Linked DNA regions of Mus musculus: region 2 is linked to region 1. A link is a contact called in public HiChIP or PLAC-seq data. All regions are on one chromosome and are shown on one strand. Each heading gives the region's core, a stretch centred on a gene start, on an enhancer-like site or on the middle of the called end of the contact. The rest is flanking DNA. Distances are from core to core; before and after follow the strand shown.

Evidence for each region. HiChIP or PLAC-seq counts read pairs in DNA pulled down with a chosen protein or histone mark.
Region 2: an H3K27ac HiChIP or PLAC-seq map of extraembryonic endoderm stem cells shows a contact between it and region 1, with 4 times the contacts expected there. The contact joins two enhancer-like sites. A contact is called at or near these places in 2 of 15 datasets of contacts at CTCF or cohesin (the NIH/3T3 cell line and pro-B cells), 7 of 484 Hi-C or Micro-C datasets (the Ba/F3 cell line, the STO cell line, embryonic stem cells and 3 more), 3 of 115 datasets of contacts at active chromatin or transcription factors (embryonic hindbrain, extraembryonic endoderm stem cells and stem cell-derived neural progenitor cells) and 1 of 9 other capture datasets (embryonic stem cells).

Annotation. Positions count from the first base shown.
Region 1 is chr12:91,418,575-91,426,126 of GRCm38.p6, forward strand. All of the region lies in intron 1 of Tshr (thyroid stimulating hormone receptor), which reads left to right. Among named protein-coding and RNA genes, the nearest start is that of Tshr, 21 kb to the left of the region's middle. Within about 2 kb of position 4,742, at least 18 of the 459 cell types and tissues checked have an H3K27ac peak or open chromatin away from gene starts, as enhancers often do. A contact at or near this core is called in extraembryonic endoderm stem cells, where this site is marked.
Region 2 is chr12:91,641,390-91,648,941 of GRCm38.p6, forward strand. It overlaps Ston2 (stonin 2), which reads right to left. Exons shown (of 7, transcript NM_175367.6): 5 at 5,843-7,552; 6 at 332-534. Among named protein-coding and RNA genes, the nearest start is that of Gm16876, 37 kb to the right of the region's middle. Within about 2 kb of position 4,477, at least 32 of the 459 cell types and tissues checked have an H3K27ac peak or open chromatin away from gene starts, as enhancers often do. A contact at or near this core is called in extraembryonic endoderm stem cells, where this site is marked.

The DNA of each region.
Region 1 (7,552 bases), core at 3,492-5,991:
TTTAAATCAAGCAGAGCAATCCTAACCTTCCCAAGTGCCATTTCCAAGACAACACTGGTTGCACAGAAAGCAATTTGCTGTAGCACTTTGGCTCTTGCTTGCTGTCTGTGTTTATGATTGCTGGTTGTCCTGTTGTTGTTGGGTTGTTTTTTTGTTTGTTTGTTTGTTTTGTTTTTGTTTTTGTTTTTCCTGATAAGCCTTGAATACTGCTTGTTCTTCTATACAGGCACTTGAAAAATGGCTCTGTTTTCTTCTATTAGTTACGTTTTAACACTGCTTCAAGCCTTATGTGGTATCCCACACCTTTTCGAAATACAAAAGTAAAGTATAATTGCAACCCACACTTTTAATTTGACAAGACAGTTCGCTTGTGAGTCCTCCAACAGGTCTCTGAGCTCTGGGAGCTCTCTGTTGCCCCCTGCTGGGAAGTGACGGACTAGCGTTTGGATTATTACTGGGGAAGCATTGTTACTAGACCTTACTGGAACCCCACAGGTTCTCCCTTCCACCCTCACTCGCCTCTCACTGAAACTGTTTCTTCATCTTCTAGTCATTTATCGTCTGTGTTTAGAATGACTTCAGAAGATCCCATAATTCTAGCAAAACCTGTGATTATGTAGATAGTTGGGTTTTTTGGTGGTGGTGGGTTATTCTGATTTATTTGGGAGGGGTGTGTGTGTGTGTGTGTGTGTGTGTGTGTGTGTGTGTATCCCTGTCTCTCTGTCTCTGTCTTTTTGTCTGTCTGTCTGTCTTTTTGTCTGTCTGTCTGTGTTCTGGGTTATTCCTGTTATTTGGAAATACTGCTCTTGTCCTGGAGAGATGGCTCAGCGACTAAGAGCACCAACCGCTCTTCCAGAGGGCCTGAGATCCATTCCCAGCAACCAGACTGTGAAAATACTGCTCTTCTCACTCATTTACCCACGCGGCAATTATTATAAGGACTAGAAATTATTTCAGAAGTTATCTGTTCTAAAGCTTTTTTAATTTTGTCTTTCTATTAAGATTTTTCGGGAGAATTTATTTGAAAGGATGCCAGAACATTCTCATCTTGTATATCTGAGATATGTCAAAAATCTGGGGGCTGGAGAATCAGCCCAGAGTTAACTGTGCATACTACTTTGACAGAGGACAAAAATTCAATTCCCAGACCTCTGCTGAGCAGATAACAACTGCCTGTTACTCCAGTTCCAAGGAATCCAACATCTCTTGTCTCCTGCACTCATGTGAAATACCACACCTCTGTCCATTGACCGCATGGAAACCCATGCCCTGGCTAGCCCCCAAGGAAGGAATTTACTATCCTTATATTTTATCACTGTCTCCTAGTGATCAAAGCTACATCCCTGGTTACCTGGGTTCCATCCTCTGGCTCTTCACTGGCTCCTTAGAAGGACAGTGTCCATGCTCTGTGGGATCACTTTTATTAGACTCTGAAGAGGAGGAGGCTGCAGATAGAACATGTCTGATAAAGCCTCCTAAAGTTAAGCCTGTTTCTACATTTGTTACCCAAGATTGATCCTTGTCAAAGTGTGGCAGAGTTGATTTTGGCAACATAAGTTGAGTGGCATCTGTTTTAAGGGACAAGACTGAGGGGACTAGAGATGTCTCAGCAATTAAAAAGTGCTTGGGGCTCTTGAAGAAGACCCGGATTCTTTTTCTCGTACCTATAATTGTCTTTAGCTCTACTTTCAGAGGATCCAATGCCCTCTTCTCAACCCTATGGGCACCAAACACACACGGTTCACAGACATACATGCAGGCAAAACACCCATACACAAAAAATAAAGGCAAATAAATCTTTCTAAAACACAAATTAGAGGGGGATATTGTTTAAAGGTACTACACAAGTAAATAGTGAAATTTATGAATGATATTAAAATGCAGACCGAATAGTTTCTAGATTTTTCTCTCTTGAATAATTTGCAAGTCCATATATGGTTTTCAAAACTCACCAAGTTCTGGTGCTTCAAATTCATATTATATCTTGAGTCCAACTAATGGGTCTCAACCTTCCTAATTCTGAGACCGTTTAATACAGTTTCTCGTGTTGTGGTGACCACCAACCATAAAATTATTTTCCTTGCTACTTCATAACTATAACTTTGCAACTGTTACAGATCATAAAGTGTTTTCTGATGGTCTTAGGCTACCCTTGTGAAGGGGTCATTTGAATCCCAAAAGGGTCACTACACACAGGCTGAGAAACACTATTCTACAAAGAAATAGATAGAGAGATAGTTAGATAGATATATAGATAGATAGATAGATAGATAGATAGATTCTCACTTCTCAATAAAATACAAACAAGTCCATCCTTTTATCTTTCCAGTAGTTTAAAAATAGTTTTACTGACCTTTTTTTTTTTTGACAATTCCATAATGCATATAGCACACACTGCTTACTGTAACCCCTGCATCTCTCTGCCACCTCCTAATCCATCTTTTTAGCCTGTAACTCTCTACCCTCTTATGCAACTCACACTCTTAGTGAAAGTTACTCACCAGTGCACACTCAAGAGAGGGGGAGCATTCCCCTTCCCCAGGCAAGAAGCTTTCCCTACTCAGAGAGCAGACTTGAGAACTCGTGTAACACTTCAAGACACCCTGAATATTTTTCTTAAAAAAAAAAAAAATCACAGTCCAGACGTTCAATAACCAGGTCTGGGTCCATTTAGAAAGAGGAAGAAAAGAAACAAATTTTGTCGGTGGAGAACAAAACTTGAAGATAATTAATAGTGACAGATGAAGAGATTATGCTTCATTTTATCGTTAACACTGCCACTCTTCCCGGATTTTATTGCAGATCCTAGCGAGGAGAGGGGAAAAGAAAAGTCTAGGGATTAAGGATAAACTTTAGCGTGAGGGGGGCATTAAAAAGCCAAGTTTAGAGCAGAGCAAGGGCAACTAAAGGATAATGTGACTGCCAGAGGGCGTGTTAGCCAATGATGACAAATGAGCTCACAAAGGTTCGTTTGACAGTCTGCAAACTGACAGGAGTGCCTGTAGACAGGTAGCAGATGGCACATGGTATGGGACCTGCTCTAAGTGAACTGACACCAAGAAGACCGCAAGGCTACATCCCACAGCGACAGCATGGTTACAGCCCACAGCTCTAACTTGTGACCCAGTCCACAAGTCCGTAAGGGCACAATATGTCAACATGTGGAATCCTGGGACTTGGGGGGAAATAAATGTGGGACCATAACAAAATAGCACAATAGCCTAAGAGCCAAATTCATGTTCTGGTGTCAAAGCACGTTCATGGAGTGTTTTTATAATAACGGAGAGGAGGGAAAGGTCATGAAACAAGGCGCTTTTCAGATAACCTTTGTGGAAACCGAAGTGGCTACAGCAAAGTGGAAAAATCCTATGAGCTTTCCGTGTTGGCTGATGACTCGTAGTTTCTTGGTTGGCAGAACCTATGGTTTTGTTAATGTATCCCAAAAGGTTTGTATCTACTGGTTACAGGATGCTAGGGTCTGCCCAGTAGGCAAGGAATGGCTATTTAGTGGGTGTGGTGGTTGGAATGAGAATGTCCGTCACAGGCTCTGATATTTGAATACTTGGCCCCTCGGTGGTGGAACTGTTTGAGGAGGGGTAGAAAGTATGGCTTTCCTGGAAGACGTCTATCAGTGGGAACATGGTGTGAGGCTTCCAAGCCATGAGCCATTTTCGGTTCTTTCCCCTGCTTGCTCCTTATGATGGGAGCTCTCATTGGAATGCCCCAGCTGCCAGGCTTGCCTGCAGCTGAACCTCCCCCACGGTAATGGCGACAGACTCTTCTTACTCCTCTGGAACCATACCCCCAGATAAACCTTACCTTCTACAGGTTGCCTTGATTATGCTGTCTTATCACAGTAACAGAAAAGTAACTGTTACAGGGGCTAAGGCTATCCCTACATAAATTGCAATTAGGCTGCACTATTCACAACTCGCCACAGACACTGGGGTGAGAACCAGTTCACCCACCTCGCAAACATTTCCAACCTGAAGGTGCAGCCTCATTCACTCTGGGAGCTGCTGCTCTGCCTTCTCTCTGCTCTCCAAAGGATGTCATCGCATCCATACCACACAGCCAGATAACTGGGACCCTTCTCGCTCGGGCTAAGCAGTCTATATATAAATCAGACATTATCCATTTCCATTTCCCTGTGTAGGATGTTCTGCAGAGAAAGTAACATGATTTCCTGGAATGTCTATGTGCTTTGTGCAAGTCTTAAAAGGAAACGATCCCAAAACTCAGTTCCTTGTTGGTTCTGCTTGATTTGATCTAAATTCTTTATTTAAAAAATAGAGAATTCTATTCTAGTCTATTCTCCTTTAATATCCATCAGTTAAAAAAAAAATACTTTTTGTGCCCTTATAAATAACCTACATTCTATGCAAGAAGTTATAGTGTTCTGTTAAAAGGATCGAATTAAATAAAGACATCAGCAGAAATTGAATCAACAATTCTTGTTCCTGTCTGTGAAATGTCAATTAAATCCCAAGGCCCCAACAACAAACCCAGAAGCCTTATTTGAGCATTCTGATAGCCTTTGCTTTACCAATAAGCCACCTCTTTCCTCTGAGATTTGAATCACTTTTAAATGAATTATTGGGCTACATGATGACCTAGACTCCCAGGATTTATCACTGTTAATTTTCTACCTCTCTCTGACCATATCTTGTTAATTTGGAGAGCATCCCGCAGAGCTTTGCTCTGCCAAATGAAGCCTTCAACTAACCAGCAGAGGGAGCCCCAGAAGACGCCTCAGCTCCCCCAGTGTCTTCCTGGGTGCACCAGGAAGTCTCTGTGAATTCAGGTCTGCTCTCTGCAGGAAGAAGTGCTGTTCAAGTTGGAGGTAGAAAAGACCGATCTTTTAGATGGTGGTTTATTGACTTATTTAGTGCTTTGCTTAAGGCACTCTTTGTGCTGCCTATTCGCCAAGCGTGATTTCAGATAACTGGAGCTGAATGACCCAGAGAAAGAGCAGAAACAATGGACAGTCTGCTGACCTAACCATGCTTGCTTGCCTGCCCCACCTTGTGGTTTTTATACATTAAGAATACACAGTAGACACAGGCTCAAGGCCTTCATGAGCTTTGCTGGCTTCGGTCCACCGATGACGGCTCCTCTCCTCCGCTCTCACTGTTTGTTGTCCGGGTGCTCATCCAGAAAGAGCCCCACAAGAGACTTACTGGGGAAAGCCTGGGTTCTGTCTGCACACCAGTAGGAAACTAGTCTCTCGCCTAAGATCTTTTGAGAACGGAAAGTCTCTTTCGTACAAATTTCTCTTAACAGCTCAGTGGCTCTTGTTTTTCGAAACCCTAAATAAATTGATTCTATGGATCCATGGATGGTTAATGAGATGGGGAGAAAAAGAAAATAAGCTCTCTCCAAAACTGTTTAAGACAACACTGGTTTGTGGAGTGTCGAATTATTAAATTACCCAGTTTGTTTCTTCCACTGTAAAGATGCAGTAGTGATAGTAATCCTGGCTCCTGCCTCAGTCACTAATCTCTCTCCCCCCATCCCCTCCCCCTCCCCCTCTCCTTCCCCTTCCCCTGTCTTTCTTGCTCACTTGCTCCCTGGCTTGCTCTTGCTTTCTTACTCTCTCTGTGCATTTGTGTGTGTGTGTATGCATGTGTGTTTTTATGTGTGCATGCTTCTGTGTGGGTGTCTTTTGTGTCTGTGTGTGTATGTGTCTGTGTCCGTGTATGTATGTGTGAGTATATGTATGTATGTGTATTATGTACATGTGTGTATGTATGTGTGTCTGTGTGTGTATGTATGTGTATGTGTGTTTATGTGTGTGGTGTAGTTAATCCTCACATCAGCCCTTACTGGTAGGTTTCATTGTTCCCACCTACAGAGGAAGAAATAGAGGGCTTGGTGAAGAATTCAATCAAGGACACAAGCTAGAGAGAACTTTCTGACTCAAAAGCCGGTTCTCACCGGTTAAGAAAAATAACCCCATCTTGTAGGTATTTTGAACTGTACATGTCATTTAACCGTTACTGTCCCCACTTCCAAAGGTCCTGTGAGGTAAGCACGAATAGTAACTTCCCCTTCTCCCAACTCCTTTTTACCTCTTTAGCTCCTAATTTTAAAAGTTAGCTTGGGACTGAAAAGATCGCTTAGTGTTTAGGGGCATTCGCTGCTCTTGCTGAGGGCCTAGGTGCAGTTTCTGGAACCCACACGTGGTTTACAGCCATCTGGAACCGATACCTTCTTCTCACCTCTGAGGTCATCAGACATGCACAGAGTACGCAGACACACATGCAGGTAAACACTCCTACACATAGCATTTTTTTAAAAATCCTTTTATTAAAGATGAGAGAAACTAAAGCTCACAACATCAAATGAGGTTTTCTCTTTCTGTATAGAGTAGAGCTGAGACTGGGGTGGGGAGGGGCGATGTGATTGGCAGAGTCTGCTTTGTCACCTATAGGTGATGGGACTCATCTTTCTCCCCAACGCCTTAATCCCAACACAGCCATTTAAGCCCTGAGTTGTTTTGGTTTTTTGTTTGTTTGTTTGTTTGTTTGTTTGTTGTTTTGCTTTGTTTTTAAGAAATGAGAACAGCTACCGGAAGATCCAACAATACCTCTCCTGGGCATATACCCAGAAGATGTTCCAACTGGTAATAAGGACACATGTTCCACTATGTTCATAGCAGCCTTATTTATAATAGCCAGAAGCTGGAAAGAACCCAGATTTCCCTCAACAAAGGAATGGATACTGAAAGTGTGATACATTTACACAATGAAGTACTACTCAGCTATTAAAAAGAATGAATTTATGAAATTCTTGGGCAAATGCATGTATCTGGAGGATATCATCCTTAGTGAGGTAACCCAATCACAAAAGAAGTCACTTGATATGCACTCACTGATAAGTGGATATTAGCCCAGAAACTTAGAATACCCAAGATACAATTTGCAAAGCACAAGAAAATCAAGAAGAACGAAGACCAAAGTGTGGATACTTCATTCCTCCTTAGGCTAGGGAACAAAACACCCATGGAAGGAGTTACAGAGACAAAGTTTAGAGCTAAGACGAAAGGATGCACCATCCAGATACTAGCCCACCCAGGGATCCATCCCATAATCAGCCACCAAACCCAGACACTATTGCATATGCCAGCAAGATTTTGCTGAAAGGACCCTGATATAGCTATCTCAAGTGAGACTATGCCAGTGTCTGGCAAACACAGAAGTGGATGCACACAGTCATCTATAGGATAGAACACAGGGCCCCCAATATAGGAGCTAGAGAAAGTACCCAAGGAGCTAAAGGGGTCTGTAACCCTATAGGTGGAACAACAATATGAACTAACCAGTACCTCCAGAGCTCATGTCTCTAGCTGCATATGTATCAGAAGATGGCCTAGTCGGCCATCATTGGGAAGAGAGGCCCCTTGATCTTACAAACTTTATAAGCCCCAGTACAGGGGATGCCAGGGCCAAGAAGTAGGAGTGAGTGGGTAGGGGAGCAGGGCGGGGGTATAGGGAACTTTCGGGATAGCATTTGAAATGTAAATAAAGAAAATATCTAATAAAAAGAAAAA
Region 2 (7,552 bases), core at 3,227-5,726, 220 kb after region 1:
CTTATCATGTTCCCAGCCCTCCCTGCCCCCATTTCCAAGATCAATCCCTCCAAAGCAGAAATCTTACCACAGATGGGACCAGGTCCCGCTTCGTCCCACTGTTCTTTGTGCTGCTATTTACGTCAGATAATACATTCTCATCAGCCCCTTAAGTTTTTGCCTAGTTTCTCTCTTACCCGCGAGGGATTATTTCATTAAAGTCAGAGCAGATTCACCCACAGCTATGAATGTAAAGGGCCTATATAAGAAGCATCTGCTGGAAGGAGTGGGGGGAGGGGCGGGGCAGACAAATGGGCTTGGACACCTCAGCGGGAAGCCCTCTCCAGGCTACCTTGTAGCTGTAGTGTGCAGAATAATTGACCCACTTCCTGACGTCAGGCTTGTCCTCCACAGACACGGATCTCACGGCTGCTTTGGAGGCAGAAGTCGTGGGCATGCTGAACTCAACGTTTACATAGTTGGCAAATCTGGAAGGCACTTCCCGGTCAGAGCCAAGCTCAAGGTGGCAAAAGAAACAGTGTGGGTGGCCAGAAGCTGCAACAGAAAGAAAGCATCCAGACGTTAAGTCCTTTGAGGAGGAAATGAAAAGGGAAAGGAGGCTAATGCGCCACCCTGCTAACGCTGCAGGCTCCGAGCCTGGCTGCTTGCTGAGGGTCCAATCAGGCGCTTCCCCAGACATCAGGCTCTGAGAGCCTCAGACCCTTTCATCCTGTGCCTCTTGATTACAGCAGCCTGGACACCAGCATAAAAGCCACAGTCCATGGAGGCTAGAGAGAGAGGGCTCAGTGGTTAAAAGCAATGGCGGCTCTTATGGAAGACCCTAGTTTCAGTTCTCAGCGCCCTCACGGCAGCTCACAACTCTCTCTAACTCCAGTTCCAGGAGGGCCGACCCCTTCACACAGACAGACATGCAGGCAAAACTCCAATGCACATAAAATAGAAGATAAATAAATAAAAAGAAGTACCAAGGTGATTAAACATCATTTGTAAAAATGAGAGCAAACAAAAAAACAAATGGGAAAAAAAGTCCACAGCCTGAGAAATAGGCTTTTATGACTGTTTAGATCCAAGGGCTGGCTGTGCGGACACAGCACAAACACTAAGAAAGAGGCCTGAGACTGGAAGAATGAGCAGATGAGATTAGCACTTGGCACCCAAGAAACCATCAGCGACAGCCGCCTGGAGCAAACTGCTCTCCTTTATAAGATGAATTCTCCTAATAGCATTTTGTATTTTCAGAGGTGCCTCGGGCATGTTTCTGCGGGTGGGTGATGTATGAAAGTGACAGAGTTATGGACAGCACACAGGAAAACTGGGGGGACACAGTGCACTGGACCAATGATCTGATCTGCCGAACCACTGTCTTAGGGTGGCTGAGGAGGGTTCAGGGGGTCACAGCGAAGAAAAGTGTCAGAGCTGTGACTGTGGCCTGCTACCCCTTTGTCTGAGTCATAATTTCATGGCCCCTGAAACATGGAGACCAGGTTGCAGGATGACAGTGTAGAGATGAGAGGCGGCAGATGACTACAGATAAACTGTGATGTGGCTTTGACTGATGGTATAACTCTTCTCTGCCTCTTCGAGTCAACAATTTCAATTTCCTTTATTGCTCTGGGCAGGGTTTTTCAATCTCGGAGAGTCAGGAGACGCACACCCTCTCTCCAAGGAAATCACTCCAGAGTGAGGTATTTGTTTTTCGCAGATGTAGCATAATTTAATGGTTATTTCTAAAGAGTAAGGCTAGGATATTTAACAGAAAAATTTGCACTGGCTTTTAGGAAAGGAACAGAAACTAATACACACACACACACACACACACACACACACACACACACACATAAATTAATCAGAACTTGATGGTATCTGAAAACACATCTGTTCAATCTATTGTTTTGGGTGCCACGGACTAATTACAGAGCTGTCATTTGTCATCTCTATGAAAACTGTGCTTCACACTGAAAAGCATTCCCCAATTTCACTCTGAATGAGCTAGGTACTAATAACCCTATCTCGTAAATGAGAAAAATTAGATCTCTCTGACAAGGCTAGGTCAATTGCATGAGGGCACACCACCATTAAGCAGCAGCACCAAGAATACAATTCAGATCTCACCAACGTCAAACCAGGTCCTGCATACTCGGTGCGCTGCCTCGGAAGCTGTTCACTACGGTGTGGAAGGCCTCTTAACTCAGATAGGGACCTGAATATTTGTTTCTTTCTAATTAGCATTCATGGACATTTCTGGAATATTGAGAAATGGTTTCTCTCTGTCTCTCTCTCTTTTTTTTTTTTTTTTTTGGTTTTTCAAGATAGGGTTTCTCTGTGTAGCCCTGGCTATCCTGGAACTCACTTTGTAAACCAGGCTGGCCTTGAACTCAGAAATCCATCTGCCTCTGCCTCCCGAGTGCTGAGATTAAAGGTGTGTGCCACCACCACCCAGTGGTTTCTCTTTTTAAAAGGTGACTTCCTTCTCTGATTGTCTCAGAGAATACTCATAGGAACTCTGAAAGTCGAATCTTCTCTTGGATTCCTAGCTTTGGCTATCGAATGTGTAAGTGTGGTGGACAGTTAGGGCAAAACCATTTTAAAACTCGAATGGTTCAATTCATGGTTATAAAGATAAGCATATCTATATGTTAACAGGTCTTTCTTGATGAAATTCAGCATTAACATTCAGGCTGACGTCACTAGGCAGTAGTGTCACACTCTGTTAGTCCCAGCGAGAAATTAACAGCTGGCATGTCTTTAATGCCAGCACTTGAGAGGCAGAGACAGGGGGATTTGAGTTCGAAGCCAGCCTGCTCTACAGAGTACCAGGGCTGCACAGAGAAGCCCTGTCTCGACCCCTGCATAACGATGGTAGTAAAGTAATAGTGGGTGTGACTCCCAATCAGCCACTCCCTTGGCCTCAGTCTATGGAGCACTCTCTGTCGGGAAGCACTACAGAAGCATTTGCTGAATATCTGTTTGCTGTCTCCCTACCCTCTATTCATAGTCCGTTTCTTTTGGTTAGCAATCCTTTCTTCTCTCTCCTTTAGGACAATAATCCTCTCTGGCACTGTCTGCCATCTTGATTGCTCAGGTCACTTGTCAACTTGAGCCAAGTGGCCCAAGGACCAAAAATGATGACAAAAAAATTGTCTCCATGGCTGTACCGAGGAGATGACTGGTAGTTTCTGTGACTAGCGCTGTTTCGGAGCTATCTTTTCTGATGTCTGACTTTAACCTTTCCTTAGTTCAATGACCTACTCATCCTGAAGACCTCTACTCCAACTGCATTTAAGGTCAGCCTTTGTTGCATAAAACTAAAATTCTCCACATGGTGCTTTTGAGTATTTTAAGTCACTTTGACATTATTTGCACACATTGGGAAGCTACAAATCTTTGTTTCCAGGGTGCAGATTATTTGAGGTGTGTATTTATTTGGCTTCATCTATAAAGAGGACCTGTGGTATTGGAAATATAAATGAAGAAAATACCAAATAAAAAAATAAATAAATAAAAAAGAAGAGACCCTTGGCTGGGCAGTGGTGGCACACGCCTTTAATCCCAGCACTTGGGAAGCAGAGGCAGGTGGATTTCTAAGTTCGAGGCCAGCTTGGTCTACAGAGTGAGTTCCAGGACAGCCAGGGATACACAGAGAAACCCTGTTTTGAAAAAACCAAAAACCAAAAAACCAAAAACCCTTGGGAGACTGGAGAGATGGCTCAGTGGTTGAGAGCACTGACTGTTTTTCCAAAGGTCCTGAGTTCAAATCCCAGCACCCACATGGTAGTTCATGTGTAAAGGGATCTAATGCCCTCTTCTGGTCTGTCTGGAAACAGCTACAGTATACTCATATAAATAAAATAAATCTTAAAAAAAAAGAGAGAGAGAGACCCTTGTATGTGCTTTTGTGACTTCAGGTGAGTAGTGTCATCCGTCAGATCTCAGCCTCTCATCTGAGGTCCCAGCTTGAGAGCCCGGTCCTCTCACCTTGGTCTCTTCCCCAGGGCTTTTGTGCCACAGGAGAATTCAGGGCTTCTCATTTCCAATGTCAAGTGAGATGGGCCCCAGTGGCCGAGCCAGCAAGTACCTAAGCACCAGGAGAGCCCAGTGCTGAGCAGGGGAGAAAGGAGGAAGCGAGTACAGGGCAGAATACTGTTTGAAAACCCAGGGTGGCCGCCCCAGCCTTCAGCACAGAGGTCTGACTGTCTCTTCAGTTTGTACTGCCACACCCAGTGTCTGACACAGAAGGCCGGGTTGCCGGGTGGGTGGTGAGTGGGTGGAGGTTGCCTACTTTCTGGGCAGCCTTGGGAGTTGAATAGACTCTTGCTATCTCATCAAATTCCATTTAAGATATGATAATACAACCAATCCACACTTGTAGCACAACACCCTGAACACACAGCAATAGTTTAGCAGAGGTAGTGTGAGAAGGCATGGGCAGTTTCAAGCCAGTATTTTTTTTTTCCCTCCTCCTTCTCCTCTGACTAGCTAATCCACTTTCCTTAACAGATGGGCATGGCTTATTGCAGACAAGAGGAGTGGTTTAAGGGCTTGTTGCGGGCCACTGAGGTCACTTTGACATACTCCAAAAATAAAGCTGTTACTGCTGCCTTGTTTTGTCAGTCAAGAAGTCTTGCTAGTAACTCCCTCAGACACAGTAGCCCAGCCTCTGGCTGGGAGCAGGACAGCTAGGCTGGGAAGTTGGTTTACTTTCTTACTCCTTGCTTTACTTTCTGTCTGCTGGAACGCCAGCCCTTTGGATCTTGATACCCTGGCTATTTAATCTCTTTTCCATCATGAGTCCCAAAACCAAACTCTGGGTCTGAGATATTATGACCGACAGTAGCTGGTTGCGGAAGGCTCAGTTCTCACGTACCCTGAGCATATGACTGGGGGTCGTTGGGAAGGTTCCTCTTCAGAACGCACACGCTCTGCGATCTCGGAAGGAATTGCCTCTAGTACCTCAGCTAATATTTTAATTTAGAGTTCCAGAAGAACAAAACTTCAACAGAGCTTGAACAAGTAAAAATGCTTTCACAAGAACCTGAAGGTGATGTCAGGTGAAAGAGCCAGGGGTGGTGTTGCCTGCAGATAATCCCAGAGCTGGGGCTGGGCTGGAGACGCGGCTCAGAGGCTGAGTGCCCTGGCTGCTCTTGCAGAGAACCAGGGTTTTATTGCTACCACTTGCACGGTGAGCCACACGCCTCTGTAATTTCAGTTCCTTGGGATCTGACACCTTCTTCTGGCTGCTGCAGGCAATGCATGCGCATGCACGGGTGCACAGACATGCATGCAGCCCCAAAGCCCATACATAAAATAGTAAAATAACTAAAACAACAAAACACACAAACCATCAGGAGGAGGAACAAAGACAGGTGGATCACTTGGCTTACTGGGCGGCCAATTGAGCCAAACTGGTAAACTGAGTCCAGGCCAGTGAGAGAATCTTTTTCACAAACAGGGTGGCTAGCACCCTAGGAATGGCATCTGATGACAGTCTCCAGCCTCCACACATATGCACACGTGCATTTGCACACACACACCACACAAGAACACGGAACACGTGCCCGCAGTTCAGAGGCTACCCTGGACAGTTATTTAGCTGCCCTGCTGAGTAGTATAATAAATATATTTTATGGGAGATGAGAATGGTAAGGCTGGAAACAGAAGACATATACTAGGTCATGGTTATAACTATACATGGACCTTTCTAGTCTCCTTTTCTCCCCTCCCTATTACCACCACCATACATTCTAACTAAATGCTACACACAGGCCTATTAGTCTATAGGAGGTTGACTCCACCTCCTAAGCAGTCTCAGTGGTTGTATCCAGAGATGAGAATCCCTACCTACCTGAGTTCTTGTCTGGCAGCCGGTTTATCCTCCACACAATGGAGTTGAAGGCGTGCTCATACTTGGCCGTTCCCAGAGTTACTCTCATGACGGGCTCGGAGCCAGAGGCACCGGCAGAACCAAAACTTGCCCCCCGGTTCACTTTGGCTTTCAAAGACTTTTCCCCTAGAACGCTGTCCCTGCGGAAGTTTTTCACCCACTCGCTGGGCACTGGGTAGCGGACCATTACGTTCTCACAGGGAACCTGAGTGAGAGGGTCGCGGTTAGAGGAGAAGCCGGGGGACATCCTCAGCCAGCTCTGCACCTCTACTTCCGCCCCGTTAATGCTCGCTGCGGTCCTGAGTGTGAAGGGCAAGGTCTTCTCGGCAAATACGGTCCTAAACCTCATGAGCTCAAACCGGCATGCGTCCAAAGGGTTGAACAGAATAACCCGGGAACTGTTAAACACGTCCTCGTCCACGCACCCGTGGAAACGGCACTCGTGGAGCTTGATCCACTTGGTGGTGGTGGTGGGCATGATGTCCTGCCGGGAAACGATTTCGTTCCCTTTGATGAGGATGTCATTGAGGCCCAAGCGGCACTCGGCGAGCCCAGAGAGGAAACTCAGTATGTGGATCCGTGTCAAGACATGATGCTGTAAGATCTGGTTGTCTCCCTTGCCCACTGTGCCAGAGAACTCGTCTCGGACGTCCACCGTGATCTCCTCTTCGAGGTAGTTTAAGCCGACTGTGCTCAGGTCCATGGACAGCACTGGTAAATCCATGAGACGGTCCTGAACCGCATGGATGAAGCTCCGGAAGTCGTCGTAGTTGGTGGTGCCCAGTTTAATTACCTGTTCCCGTTCCGCTGCGTGGGCCACAGCAGGTTTGGGCTGGTATTTCTTCTTCTCCTTGTAAGTGACCCGGTCTATCCTCAAGCTGTGGATCCTCCCGTTCTCGTCATAGTTTTGGAGCCGGGGCTCCGACACCTCGTGGCAGATCTCCAGCTTGAATTCCCGGAATGGCTTTTCTAAGCCTTGCTCGTAATACAGCTGCAGGTAACCGCTGGCTGTCAGTTTGATGTAGATTGGTCCCCAGTGCCTAGAGGACATGATGTTTTTCTTCTCGGGGATTCGCAGCATCATTGGCCACCCGTCCCTGGGCTGAGAGAGCGCTGAGGCAGGTGAGGGGGCGTCCAGTTCAACCGAGGCCGTGGGGTCGTCATCGGGCAGGGCTGTATTGCCGACGGGATCAGGATCATCAATTTGGAGTTGCTTGAGCTTTTCGATGGCGTCGGGGTGGGGCTGGCTTTTGCCTGAATCATCAAAGCTGATGGCATCCTGGTAGACGACAATCAGAGAATCTCTTTGGCTTTTGCCGGTGGTACTGGAAACGGAACTGTTTTGGGAGCGCCTTTCCTGCTCTTCAAAGAAAGCACTGAACGGGTTGATAGGCGAGGGCTGTACGTCCTGCAGAGTCTCATTCAGGAAAGGATTGGTGGCCCTCCAGGGTGGGGCCTCGATTACAGAAGGTGGCCGGTTTAAGGAGGAAATGTCCAACTTTTGAACTTTGGGTAAGTTCATCAGTGTGCTCTTGGGACGGTCCCTCTTAAATGACCCAGTTGAGTTGAAAGGTACATCTGGGGCGGCAGTTGCGGCAGATGGGGTGTTTGGCTTCTTTGGAGAGGGGACTGGCGGCGAAGGGCAGCCGACTTCATTGTCTTCAAAAGTGA